Regions from separate parts of the Hordeum vulgare genome. Here region 2 is linked to region 1. A link is a contact called in public Hi-C data. All regions are on one chromosome and are shown on one strand. The core of a region is the stretch at or near the end of the contact, and the rest is flanking DNA. Distances in the headings are between cores, read along the strand shown. Region 1 holds the start of LOC123413294 (aluminum-activated malate transporter 9-like). Region 2 holds the start of LOC123411579.

What was found. A called contact is a pair of places that touch in the nucleus more often than the background predicts.
Region 2: a Hi-C map of leaf shows a contact between it and region 1, with 5 times the contacts expected there. The contact joins the promoter of LOC123411579 here to the promoter of LOC123413294 in region 1. A contact is called at or near these places in 3 of 6 Hi-C or Micro-C datasets (leaf and seedling) and 1 of 1 datasets of contacts at active chromatin or transcription factors (embryo).

Annotation. Positions count from the first base shown.
Region 1 is chr7H:117,805,896-117,812,359 of MorexV3_pseudomolecules_assembly, reverse strand. It overlaps LOC123413294 (aluminum-activated malate transporter 9-like), which reads left to right and starts at 2,443. Exons shown (of 6, transcript XM_045106235.1): 1 at 2,443-3,304; 2 at 4,626-4,763; 3 at 4,859-5,128; 4 at 5,680-5,816; 5 at 5,905-6,051; 6 at 6,140-6,464. The coding sequence starts at 2,908.
Region 2 is chr7H:117,981,231-117,987,694 of MorexV3_pseudomolecules_assembly, reverse strand. It overlaps LOC123411579, which reads right to left and starts at 3,693. Exons shown (of 7, transcript XM_045104548.1): 1 at 3,200-3,693; 2 at 2,264-2,505; 3 at 2,062-2,184; 4 at 1,692-1,808; 5 at 1,410-1,592; 6 at 1,171-1,312; 7 at 1-266. The coding sequence starts at 3,617. The coding sequence ends at 214. All of the region lies in intron 1 of LOC123411581 (a long non-coding RNA gene), which reads right to left.

The sequences.
Region 1 (6,464 bases), core at 1,194-3,693:
AGAAGAGTTCTCCGGCAGCGTGACGGCGCTCCGGAGGTTGGTGATGACCTTGTCTCAGCAGGGCTCCGCCCGAGCTCCGCAGAAACGCGATCTAGAGGAAAAACCGTGGAGGTATGTGGTCGGGCTGCCGTGGAAAAGTCGTCTCAAATCAGCCCCAATACCTTCGTATATATAGGTGGGAGGGAGGGGACCTTGCCTTGGGGCTCAAGGAGCCCCAAGGGGGTCGGCCGAGTCCAAGGGGGGAAGGCTCCCCCCCCCAAACCGAGTCGGACTTGGTTTGATGGGTGGGAGTCCTTCCCTTCCTTCCCACCTCCTTTTTTTTCTTTCTCTTTGATTTTCTTTTGTATGGCGCATAGGGCCCTTTTGGGCTGTCCCACCAGCCCACTAAGGGCTGGTGCGCCACCCTCATGGCCTATGGGCTTCCCCGGGGTGGGTTGCCCCCCCAGTGAACTCCCGGAACCCATTCGTCATTCTCGGTACATTCCCGGTAACTCCGAAAACCTTATGGTAATCAAATGAGGTCATCCTATATATCAATCTTCGTTTCCGGACCATTCCGGAAACCCTCGTGACGTCCGTGATCTCATCCGGGACTCCGAACAACATTCGGTAACCAACCATATAACTCAAATACGCATAAAACAACGTCGAACCTTAAGTGTGCAGACCCTGCGGGTTCGAGAACTATGTAGACATGACCCGAGAGACTCCTCGGTCAATATCCAATAGCGGGACCTGGATGCCCATATTGGATCCTACATATTCTACGAAGATCTTATCGTTTGAACCTCAGTGCCAAGGATTCATATAATCCCGTATGTCATTCCCTTTGTCCTTCGGTATGTTACTTGCCCGAGATTCGATCGTTAGTATCCGCATACCTATTTCAATCTCGTTTACCGGCAAGTCTCTTTACTCGTTCCGTAATACAAGATCCCGTAACTTACACTAAGTTACATTGCTTGCAAGGCTTGTGTGTGATGTTGTATTACCGAGTGGGCCCCGAGATACCTCTCCGTCACACGGAGTGACAAATCCCAGTCTTGATCCATACTAACTCAACTAACACCTTCGGAGATACCTGTAGAGCATCTTTATAGTCACTCAGTTACGTTGCGACGTTTGATACACACAAAGCATTCCTCCGGTGTCAGTGAGTTATATGATCTCATGGTCATAGGAATAAATACTTGACACGCAGAAAACAGTAGCAACAAAATGACACGATCAACATGCTACGTCTATTAGTTTGGGTCTAGTCCATCACGTGATTCTCCTAATGACGTGATCCAGTTATCAAGTGAAAACACTTGCCTATGGCTAGGAAACCTTGACCATCTTTGATCAACGAGCTAGTCAACTAGAGGCTTACTAGGGACAGTGTTTTGTCTATGTATCCACACAAGTATTGTGTTTCCAATCAATACAATTATAGCATGGATAATAAACGATTATCATGAACTAAGAAATATAATAATAACTAATTTATTATTGCCTCTAGGGCATATTTCCAACAGGTCCTTTATGGTACCTGCACGTGTCCGAGGACGTTTATGACCGTAGTTTGGTTTAGCCGAACACAAGGTCTCACGTATTGGGCAGGACTTCACAAAGGCGAGGATGCGGAAAGGCTTTGCGCTGGAGTCGAGATGATTCGCAATGGGACCATGATGTTTATGAAAGTTTGCAAAAACTTAAGGAAGATTGATGCGGATCGATGAAGTCGTCATCTCCGGCCGAGGAGGTCTAGGAACTGGCCATATGAAGATATGATGATCGAAGCATCTTCTTTTGTGTTACATCGTGCTAGACTTTGAGCATGTGTTTGTTAGTATTGAACTGGTGGTAGCCTTTTGATTGTAATAGGTCTAGTTGATGTTTACGTGTTGCCTAGGTTTTCTCCTCATAGCGTCTCTTTTGTTGTTGGGCAAACACGGTGGGTTTTCTAGCGGTGCTTTGAACTCGCTCTCTTCTTACCCTTTCGTTCCTGATTTTGATGTCACACTTTGTGTTTTTGTTCTAGTAATGAAATGGGGAAAAGTCCAGTTAAAAAAAAATGTTTGTTCAACGACTTCATTGCTGAATCAGATAACATCAATAATACTTCTAGACTGACGAGACCTACTCTTGAAGCAAATGTTCGACAACATCAGGTTTGCTCATAGCTTGGTTAAACTTTCGGGTTCTATATTTGTGGCTAGGCTATCCACTTCCTTTGAACTTCTCAGTTAATCAATAACCTATTTCTATATGATCGAAAGGACATGACAAGAAATTTTCCCATTGGCAAAAATCTCAGAAAATGTAGTATTAATTATTTTTTCCTTGGACAGAGGAATCGAAAGGGGGCAGATTCCAAAGAGCAAATGACCTCACAAACCAGCCAAAAAAAGTGCAAACTAAAAGAGGCAGGAAGAAGCAATCCCTGACCTACTTTGGAACCAGCAAGAGTTTCTCGCGAAAAAGAAAAGGCAGAGAATTCTTCAGATCAGACCGACCAATCCGACAACGCGGTATACAAAGGATAGATCACGAGAAAGGGACGGATCAATTCTGCCCTGCGTGGCCTTGCGCCGCGCAGCGGATCGCATCGCACGGCGGCCAGCCGCTCGCCGGATTCCATTCCGCCATATAAAAAAGCGGCCTTTGCCACCCATCCATGGCGCTTTCCTCCCGTCCCTTCCCGGCTCCGCAGCTTTTCGCGTCGCGCTGCAGCCAGCGGGGTGACACCACGGCGGACCAGAGTCCATCCATATAGCGGAGACCGGAGAGCGCGACAGGCGGGCGGGCGCAGCCGACCAAGAAAGGCCGAGAGCAACCAACACTGCGGCACCCTGAAATCCGAACCCACGCCACGCGCGCGGGCGACATCCTTCCTTCCAGAAGCTCTCGCAGATCCATCCGGCCATGGCCGCGGGCGCGGCGGGCGTGCCGCCGGCGCAGCTGGGGTCGCTGTGGTCGACGCTGGAGGACCAGCGTGGGGCCCGGGGGGACGTCCCGCTGCTCTCGTCGGCGTGGAGCCTGCCGGGCTCCCAGGCCGGTGGCGGCGACAGGGGGCCCAAGCAGGGCCTGCTCCGCCGCGCCGGCGCCGCGGTGGCGGGGGCCTGGGGCGCGCTCTGCGACGGGGCGGCCGAGATGTGGGCGTTCGCGCGGGCCGACCCCCGGAAGCCCGTCTTCGCGGCCAAGGTCGGCCTCGCGCTCGCCCTCATCTCCTTCCTCGTCTTCCTCCGCGAGCCGCGCGACATCGTCAGCCACTCCGTCTGGGCCATCCTCACCGTCGTCGTCGTCTTCGAGTTCAGCATCGGTAACACGCCCAGTCCAGGCCGCTTCTCCGCCATTTCTTTCTCACGTTCCGTTGCGACGGTTTCTGTGCTGTGCCGTCATTGGTTCGACGTCTTGGAGGAACACATTCCCCGTGACTTGACCTCGTAATGCTAAATTTAGGCCTCTGTCATGTGCCCTATTTATGCCCCAATTCATCAGTGACTGGAGCATGTCAATTTTTAATCGGGGGTAAACATTTTGCCGTGCTATTCTGATCAGATTTGCGGATCAGAAGTTCCTGTTGCAGTGAAGAACACACGAACCTGTCAGGCTTAGATTTCAGGAGTGTAAAGTCTATGTCAACAGCCTCTCAACTAACAGAGAAGTCTGTCTCAACATCATTTAGAGTGAGATATTTCACCGCTAAGGGACAGAGAGAATTTGTCTTTCATCATGTCCTGTCAATTGACCTTCTATTATTGCTGGTGATGCAAGAAACGTGCACGCTACTATCGAAACTGGAGATGACCTTGTGATAAGTAGATTAATCTAGCGGTGTTCCTATAATTTATATTGATCGCCGGTAGATTCTTTCTTTTCTGGATTGTTTAGATTCTGGGCCACCACTTAGAAAGTGATCTAGTTGCCTTTTCTTTAGGAAAACGTCATTAGTTTATCTATGGGCGATGGAAAGCACCGCTAAATTTTATTGCTGGAGATTTTACTTGGGACCACGTTGATCTTGGACCTGTTGTAGAACTTACTATATGGAATGGTAGAAACACACATGACTGAAGAAATGAATGTTTTTCTGAAGACAAACTGCTGTTTGACCAAAGGTACCCGTAGTTCTCAACTGGTATTTTATTTTCTGTGATGCTTTCTGGTCTTCCATAATATCATTGTGATGCAGAAGTCAACCATAATGGTAGTGGTGTTTTTGAATTTTATATCGTTGGCTTCATGGCTTGCATGTTCGTCCTTTAGCCTGCTTGTTTGGCTCTGTATATGAAGTGGTTATGTCTTTTTTACCTAGTTATATTTGGTAAACTTTTCACAATGAGTGTTTGAAAGTACCACTAACCTCTCGTGATTCCAGTTGAATGATTGGGACCCCTTCATTGTAGTACCGATTGTAGAACTCACACAGATGTACGCTCGCACATTATGCAGTTCCTAACATGGACCGAAAGGTGCCATCGCTGACTTGCAGTACTTCTTAGTTAGCATTTAGTGAAGACTGTTTCTTACTCATGTGCATGTCTGGTCTTCAAAATATCATTTCAATACATAAAGCATCAGTTATTTATCACTCTGTCTTACCTCGATCTCAATACGGTGCTCTGGTCCACTATTATCAGGTGCAACATTGAGCAAAGGTTTCAATAGGGGATTAGGGACACTTACTGCAGGAGGGCTTGCTCTAGCAGTTGCCGAATTGTCCAAAAACCTGGGTGCATTGGAAGAAGTGATCCTTATTATGAGCACCTTTACTGTTGGTAAGCATTGTCGGCATGCTGCGATCATTTCCTGGCGCATTTCATATAAGCGTATCTAATTTGTAGTCTCTTATTTTTATGTGTTTTGCTGCTAGGTTTCATGACAAACTTGGCAAAGCTACACCCAAAGATGAAGCCTTATGAATATGGATTTCGTGTATTCTTGTTGACATTCGTTTATGTCATGGTCTCTGGGTACAACACAGGGAAGTTCACTGACACGGCTGTAAGTAGATTTGTATTGATTGCTCTTGGTGCTGCTGTCAGCCTGGGAATCAATATAGGTATTTACCCAATCTGGGCCGGAGAAGATTTGCACAGTTTGATCGCAAAGAATTTTGCTGGTGTTGCAAAATCCTTAGAAGGTAATAATACCACACCCCTACCCTTAAAAATAACAATGCTTAGTTTATCAACTATACATTGCTAAAAAAGGTAGAAAATATTAGTTGTGGTATCATTGCAACACCGTAGAGTTAGTGTATCCCTCTTTATTCTAAAACTGTCTCCAAATGCAGCATCCGCACTAGGCCACATTACTCTAAAAAGAACAGTTGCTGGGTTAAATTGAGGATCAGTCAAGCCCGTTAGATCTGGGCAGTTGGGACTTCCATGTCCTTTGGTTAAAAGACACATCCCTTGGTGAGAGGACAATTAAGATGTCTCAGTTTGTAACTTTAAAATATTAAGACACTCCCCAGAAAACTAATGTACCAAAATTTAACATTTCAGTTGGTTTATTCACTTAAATAACATTTGGATTTTATAACTCGATGCTTAAACATGAAATTTTTTATATATTAATTCAAAATAAACTCACTAAAACATTTAGTAAGACCGGCAGCAAAGTGCGGGCTTTACAGCAGTATACGTCTGAGTTTTATGCCTTTATTGACAATTCGGCTGTTCACTCTAGGCTGTGTCGATGGATATCTGAAATGCATGGAGTATGAAAGGATTCCTTCAAAAATTCTTGTATATCAAGCTTCTGATGATCCTCTATATAGTGGGTACAGGGCAGCTGTCGAGGCATCAGCACAAGAGGAAACCCTGGTTCGGTCTTGCTTTAAAGCTAACCTTCTATTTAGATTATCTCACCTTTTCTGTCAATTTTGACTCATTTCTTTTGTATGTGCTCTAGTTAGGTTTTGCTATATGGGAACCACCCCATGGTCCATACAGAACGAGGAACTATCCTTGGAAGGGTTTCACCAAAGTTGGTGGAGCATTGAGGCATTGTTCCTTTGCAGTCATGGCATTGCATGGTTGCATTCTTTCAGAAATTCAGGTTTGCTAATTTAGTTTACTCGACAACCTGTTGAAGTTCTGCACCTATTGTCTACCTAAACAAATGTATATTTGATTTTGAATTGTAGGCACCACCAGAAAGCAGAAGGGTTTTTATCTCAGAAATACATAGAGTGGGCAGAGAAGGGGCTAAAGTGTTGCGTGAGCTTGGAGACAATGTTAAGACAATGACCAAGTTGAGGTCTTCAGATATTCTATTGGAAGTCCACTTGGCAGCTGAGGAGTTGCAAAAAAGGATTGATGAGAAGTCATATCTTCTGGTGAACACTGAAAGATGGGACACTAGCAAGCGAGCTGAAGGAATAAAAGATGCCATGAATGTAAACAGCGCCGTCGCAAAAGAAAATAAGAATGAGGTGACGGAACCTACCATTGCCGATCAAACTTCGGCTC
Region 2 (6,464 bases), core at 2,444-4,943, 170 kb before region 1:
ATCTGAATTTATTATTATTTTGCATTGATAGAAGGAGTTGAAAGGGGTACAAGGGTAGCCACAGGTGTACCTCTAAGCAATTTGCTCCACTTGTTCATGCGAGCTAAATCTGTTGCTCTACTTCTTGCTCCTGTGAACCTGCAATGGTACTTCTGCTCTGTTTCATGTCTTGGGCTGGAATATATACTCCTCCTGTGAGTATAATCTTGTTTTTCATGTCTTGGGCTGGAATATGCCGTCTGATCCCAAGCATACTAGGTGCAGTTCTGATCCCATGGAGAATTTTTAAACTATGTGTCAGTTGGTACAATCTAGTTTTATAGACATATCTAGTTGACAATGAACAATAACGTACTAAAACAAAGGTCAATACAGAATCAGCATGAGGTAACGTATTACATACTACATCATGTGGACTGATTTACATCGAGAGAAAACGGGATTTAGAATGTAATTGGTACTAAATCAGGCTACCCTAGGCGTTTAGTCGAGTGATACGCATCCCCACTTTCTGTAGCTGTGTTCTCCACGTGACGACGCACCACAGTTTGTTTTCATCAGTTGCCCAGGCCACTAGTGAGCCACCCCTATTGTTGTCAGCCTAGTGAACTTTCCTTTCCTTGTGCAACTGGCCATAATTGTAGTTAGATCTTGTTGCAGTGTCATGCTAGCTACTTGGCATATTACATCGCAGTAGTGATCATATGTTATCATATGAAATCCTCGTATTTTTGCGATTTATGTATCAGCTGTTCATCTGGTAACTGTCCTCTGATACATCAATATCAAGAAATGACCCCAGTACCTGAACCATCAAGCTACCGGCTGAAAAGAAAAACAAGAGTCAATATTCTCGCTGTGGGTACTCCCTCCTGTAGGAAACCTAAGGTGTTAAATTTATTGTCCAAGTTTGAAGTACTACAATATTACAAATCACAGTCACAAGAAAGTACTTTTGGAAAAACACAATCTTATTGTGCTTTAACAAAACCCACATATTCTCAGATTAGTTGTTGGTCAAATTTGAACTTAGTTGGCCAAACTATGCCCTACATTTCCAAACAGTGAAGGAACATTGATGGTTTGTAATGTAACTAGTCACCAACTTTCATCATCGAAAATTCGTAATGAAGAATGTAGCTGAGAATGTGGTGGCTGGTGAATAAGTACCTATGATGAAGATAGCTCCAATAAGTCCAGTAATGCCCCATCTCTCACCATGAATTGCCCATGCAAAAATAGCACCCCATACTGGTTCCAGACCATAAATTATTGCAGTTTCTGTAGCTGACACATCACGCATAGCAACAATCTGATGACAGGAAAATCTCAGAACAAAAGAAGGTATTCCTAAAAGAAACTTTGGCATACAACTGAAAAGAATGGACATAGCAAGACTAGTTACGAACCTCTGCCCATAAACAAAAGGTTGTTGCAATTATGCCTGTGTAGAGTATTGCTAGCCAAGGAAAAGATGACATCATACTGAATAACTCTGTTGGTGTATGTGGTTTTAAATTCCAGGGTACCACAGTCTGGAGGAAGCATTTAACAATGAACGAGACTGCCGACACAACAGCTACAACAACCACCTGATTTTTAACCAATTTTTAGAACACTTCATCGAAACAAAGTTGAAATTTTCACGACATAAATGCAAGAGAAACGTTGAGAAATAGTCAAAAACTAACCTGACATCCAACAAGGGCTAGGAAATTTTCTTTCTTCATTTTCCTGGAAATATGCTCGGTTCTGAGCATGTGAATTCCAAAACAAAAGGCACTAAGGAGGGTCAGAAGATCACCAACCTAATGACAGTACGCAGAGACAAGATCAATCAACATGATATGTTGCAAGTTGTGCAGTTATTATCAACTTAGTGAACCAAGAAATTCTAAAGCACACTGATACAGAGCTCCATTCTAAAGCACACTAATACAGAGCTCAAATTCTAAAGCACACTAATCTTGATTCTTGAGACAGAACAGTACTATAAGTCATAAGACAAATAAAAACGTTCAGACAAACTTGTGGACCTTTGCATGTAGATATTTGACTTACACATGGTGGAGAACCACTTAATTCCAGAATACCAACCCCAAGAACTGATAAAAATGCTCCAAGCCACGTATATGCAGGTATTTCTGCTCCAAGAATACCATCCAAGAAAGGGACAATGATCACCTGAATATGTTTGAGTAAAGAACATACAACATATCTTATAGGGAATACTTTATTGGCTAAGCTTGAGAAAGAATCTTACTGTGAGGGCGGATATGAAAGATGCACGGCCAGCATCAGCTGTAACTAACCCAATAGACTGAGTGAGGTAGGCCAAGGTTACCCAAATCCCCAACTCTACACCCCTAATAACAACGTGCATGTCTCTGAGTGACTTCAACAAGAATGGCACAAAAGGAATGGCCGCGATAGTGAAGCGTATGATATTGAAAAGGTCAGGATCCAACATAGTCTGCGCTTCTTTGACAATAGAAATGTTGCTTGCTGGTAGAAAAAGAAAATTCAATTCAGCTGACTATTCAGGAGAAAATCTCAGACAAGGAGTGATCAGCAGCACCCATCACATTTAAAATAGGGTAGTGGGGTGCGAATTTACTTGTATAATTAATCTGAAATTGGATACACATTTCCCAAATCACACTACTGTAGTATAGTGTATTGACACTCATTTTATGTGCAATAATCGGAAAATGGAGCATGGACTTCAACAAGAATGGCCTTAAAGAAGAAAAAGAGGAGAAGTGGCATGCTATACCAGGCAAAAAGGATAGATACAACATCCATGAAAAGGTATGCACAGTCATAAAATACATAGCATATATTGAACAAGTTCGCAACAATATTATGTGAGAGTTGCAATCATACAATTTATAGCTGAAATTCCCATTCCATAGATTAAGCTATTAATCTGTATGAATGAAGACATAGTACGGTATGGTATTCTAAAAAGTACATTTCCATGTACACTAGCTGACTAGCATGCAGGCACACAATTCAGCTGTGGTGTTGAAATAACCCACACCATTCCAATCCGAGAAGGCATCACCCCAGCTATGACACTGACACAACCCTCCCCTCGCCAGTTCTCTCTGAAATACCATCGAACAAGTGGTGTGCAGTACGCAGTAGATACTCTTATCAGAAATGCAGGGCGCGCGGGAGCCGAATACGTGCGTACCGAATATGAGGACGAGCAGGTTGAGAAGGATGACGCTCCTGGCCCTCCTGGGCACCAATGACGTCGCCTTCCACCACGCGGCGCGCGCCTGCCGCCTCGCCGTCCACCGGGGCGACGACAGCGTCTCCTTGGGGACAGGGCTGGAGGGCCCGCGCGTACCGGGCGGCACCGCCTTCCTCCTCCACCCCTCGCCCTCACCCGACGCCTTCTTCGGGTGGTCCGACCGCCTCGCCGGAGGGAGCGCGGGGTCGTCGGACGGGGTCGCGGAAGGCGGCAGGAGGAGGTGGAGGTGGCGCCTTCTCGATAAAAGCGTAGCGTGGGAGCCGAGGAGAGGGAGGTGGCGAGGGCGGGCGGAATGGGCTTCTCGAACGCGAGGGCGCCATGGGCGAGGGGGACTCGGGAGCTCCGAGAGGAGCATCTCGCCGGAGTAGAACGCTCTGGAAGGAGGGAACGGTGAGAGAGACTATGGAGTGAGGGGTGCTGTGCTGAGTAGCAAGAGTAGTAGAGTACGTGGCGAAGCAGACCCCACGCGCGCACCTCGCTCGGCTCCACAAACACATTCGTGGGAGTGGGAGGGTGCGCCTTCCACTAAAATCACAGAGATGACATTAAAAAAAAAATCACAGAGATGAACTGTCAACTTGAATGAAGTTGGTGAGTGCATTATTTAAACTGCCGTACTACAATTTACATTTACATTTTCGGTATCGTAAACAAAATTTACGGTATCACGGATGATGGAAAAAGAACAAATTCGATGAACAATATGTCAGTGTATTAAAAGAGAGTCTTTTAGTATCCTCACTCGTGCACAGACGGCAGCGGCCTCCTCGTCCAGCAACACTCTATCGGAAGAAAGCTCAAACCACAAGCAACAAGACAAAGGCCCGGGAAAGCCACCTTGCGAAGAGAGAGAAGACCTGACAGTCATCAGGCCCGGCAAGACTTCATCACATCTCCGCTGCCCCCACGTTATTAGATTGATTGTTAGCATCCGTGAGGTGTCGAGCAGGCATACAGTTAGGTGGATTCGTTCAGAGGCCTCTTGCAATAGTTACGGACATGCAGCATCTTTAATGACACCCATCCTGCGGCGTGTCAAGAGAACAAGAGGTAACTAGGCGAACGACACAAAAGGAGAGACGATCCTTCCAAGAGATATCGCGGTGCATTTAATGCATCTATCCTAATCTGTCAGGGTTAGGTATTCACACTGTAGCTCATGTCAGCGGTTTCGACACCTATAGAAGCCACTATTCACTCTTTCAAAAAGACCATTTTAGCCACTATGGTGACCCCTTGCACTATAAAAGGAGGTCCATGGCTTCTTTAGAAAGGTCGACACTTTGTCCATTTACACGCGTAGTTGCACTCCTCACGCTTCCTTGCCGGGTTGTTGCACTCCTGTAATTTGGACTTCCATCCACATAATTCACAAACACGAGACGTAGGGTACTACGCTTTCGAGCAGCCTGAACCTGTCTAAAAACCCCACGTGTGCATGTGAACGATGATGCTCTTTGTGCATGTGCGCCCCATCCTGAATCACAAGGGGCCTCGTACGTCCCATAGATCATCGTTCCCCCGACATCTTTAGCGCGCCAGGTAGGGGGCTACGCCTGCGCGAATCTTCGTCAGTTCATGCGCTTCTTCATCGGCTTCTTCATCGACGCCCATGGCCCCCAAGTAAGCCAGGGGCGCGTCTTTGATCCCCCATCTTCGTCCAAGCCGCCATCGCAGGTGGCTACAAGCGATGTCAATTGGGGCGACCATCACGCTCATCGCGCTAGTGAGCGCAGCCACAACACCACACGGAGTTCCACCAACCGCGACCCATATTCTGTTGTCATGGCGGTACCATGAGCACCTGAGATGACCGGGAACAACGCCGAGACTACAGCAGGTGCATCAATGGCGACGTCGACGGGGCCTTCTCCGCTTCCCGTGCAAGACAACCATGACCAACACCCGCGGGTCGACGATGACCCCGGGCGACGTACGGACAAGACCCATGCTCGCCAATCCAGGGCACGCAGGGCCAAGTTTGTCGTCAACCTCCAGAGGAGGGCCTGCAGCGTGCGGCAGGAAGGGGGAACGTTCCTCCCGGAACTATTGGGAGTAAAAGTGGCACTGTGCCTCACGTCGCGCCATGCCCAAGACTGCGGAGGAAGCCCTGGCGCAGGCCTATTTACTGCTAACCTTCCAGCCTGCGCCAGAGAGAATGGAGGACTGGAGGACGACCATACAAAGCATGTTGAGCTTCGCAAACCACGACAAGCCGGAGGTGACGGGTCCCTCACAAATGCGCCACGCGACTCCAATAAGGCCCGCTGTCGGGCGCGATGCTGGCGGGGCACTGATACGCTCATTTTGCATCATGAATTATTGTTGATATTTCTCTTGATCCTGTCCATTATTCATTATTATAATACAATTCGTATGCCTTTTATCTATGAATATGCAAGGTACATCATTAAGACGGAAATATCTCGAAACTGGAATTATGGATCGGGAGACCAAGCAAAAGGAAGAAAAATCAACTAGCTCCAAAGGACCTGAAATTTGACGGAGAATTTTTTTGGAATATTTAAGAATTTCTGGGCCAAAAAATATACCAGAGAGGGGCCACCAGCTGGGCACAAGCTAACAGGGCGCCCCCTGGTCGCGCCCTAATAGCTTGTGGGACCCCAGCTGGCCTTCTGGCGCCCATCTTCTCCTATATGGTGTGTTTTACCCTAGAAAAAAATCATAAGTTATCTTTCGGGATGAAGCGCCGTCGTCGAGGCAGGAACCTGGGCAGAGGCCCTTTTGCTCTCGACAGAGAGATTCTGTCGGGGGAATTCCTTTCGAGGAAGGGGAAATCGAAGCCATCGTCATCACCAATGCTTCCTCCTCTGTGGGAGGACCAATCTTCATCAACATCTTCACCAACACCATCTCATCTCCAACCCTAGTTCGTCGCGTGTATTCAATCTTTTTCTCAAACCCTCAGATTGGTACCTGTGGGTTGCTAGTAGTGTTGATTACATCTTGACATTGTTGAGGAAATCGTTAACTGGTAACTGTTCGGTTGGCTAGTGAGTAGGGGATTAATGGGCTAATCAGCAAGTTAATCGGCCATTTAATCCATTAATCGGGCGATTTATCAGTTAATCGGCTACTCGGTGACCCTGCGAGTAGGGATTAATCGGCAAGTTAACTGGTTAACTGGACGAATTCTTGAATAGGGTATCTTGTAGTTGATGCTTGTTGGATTACTTGGTGG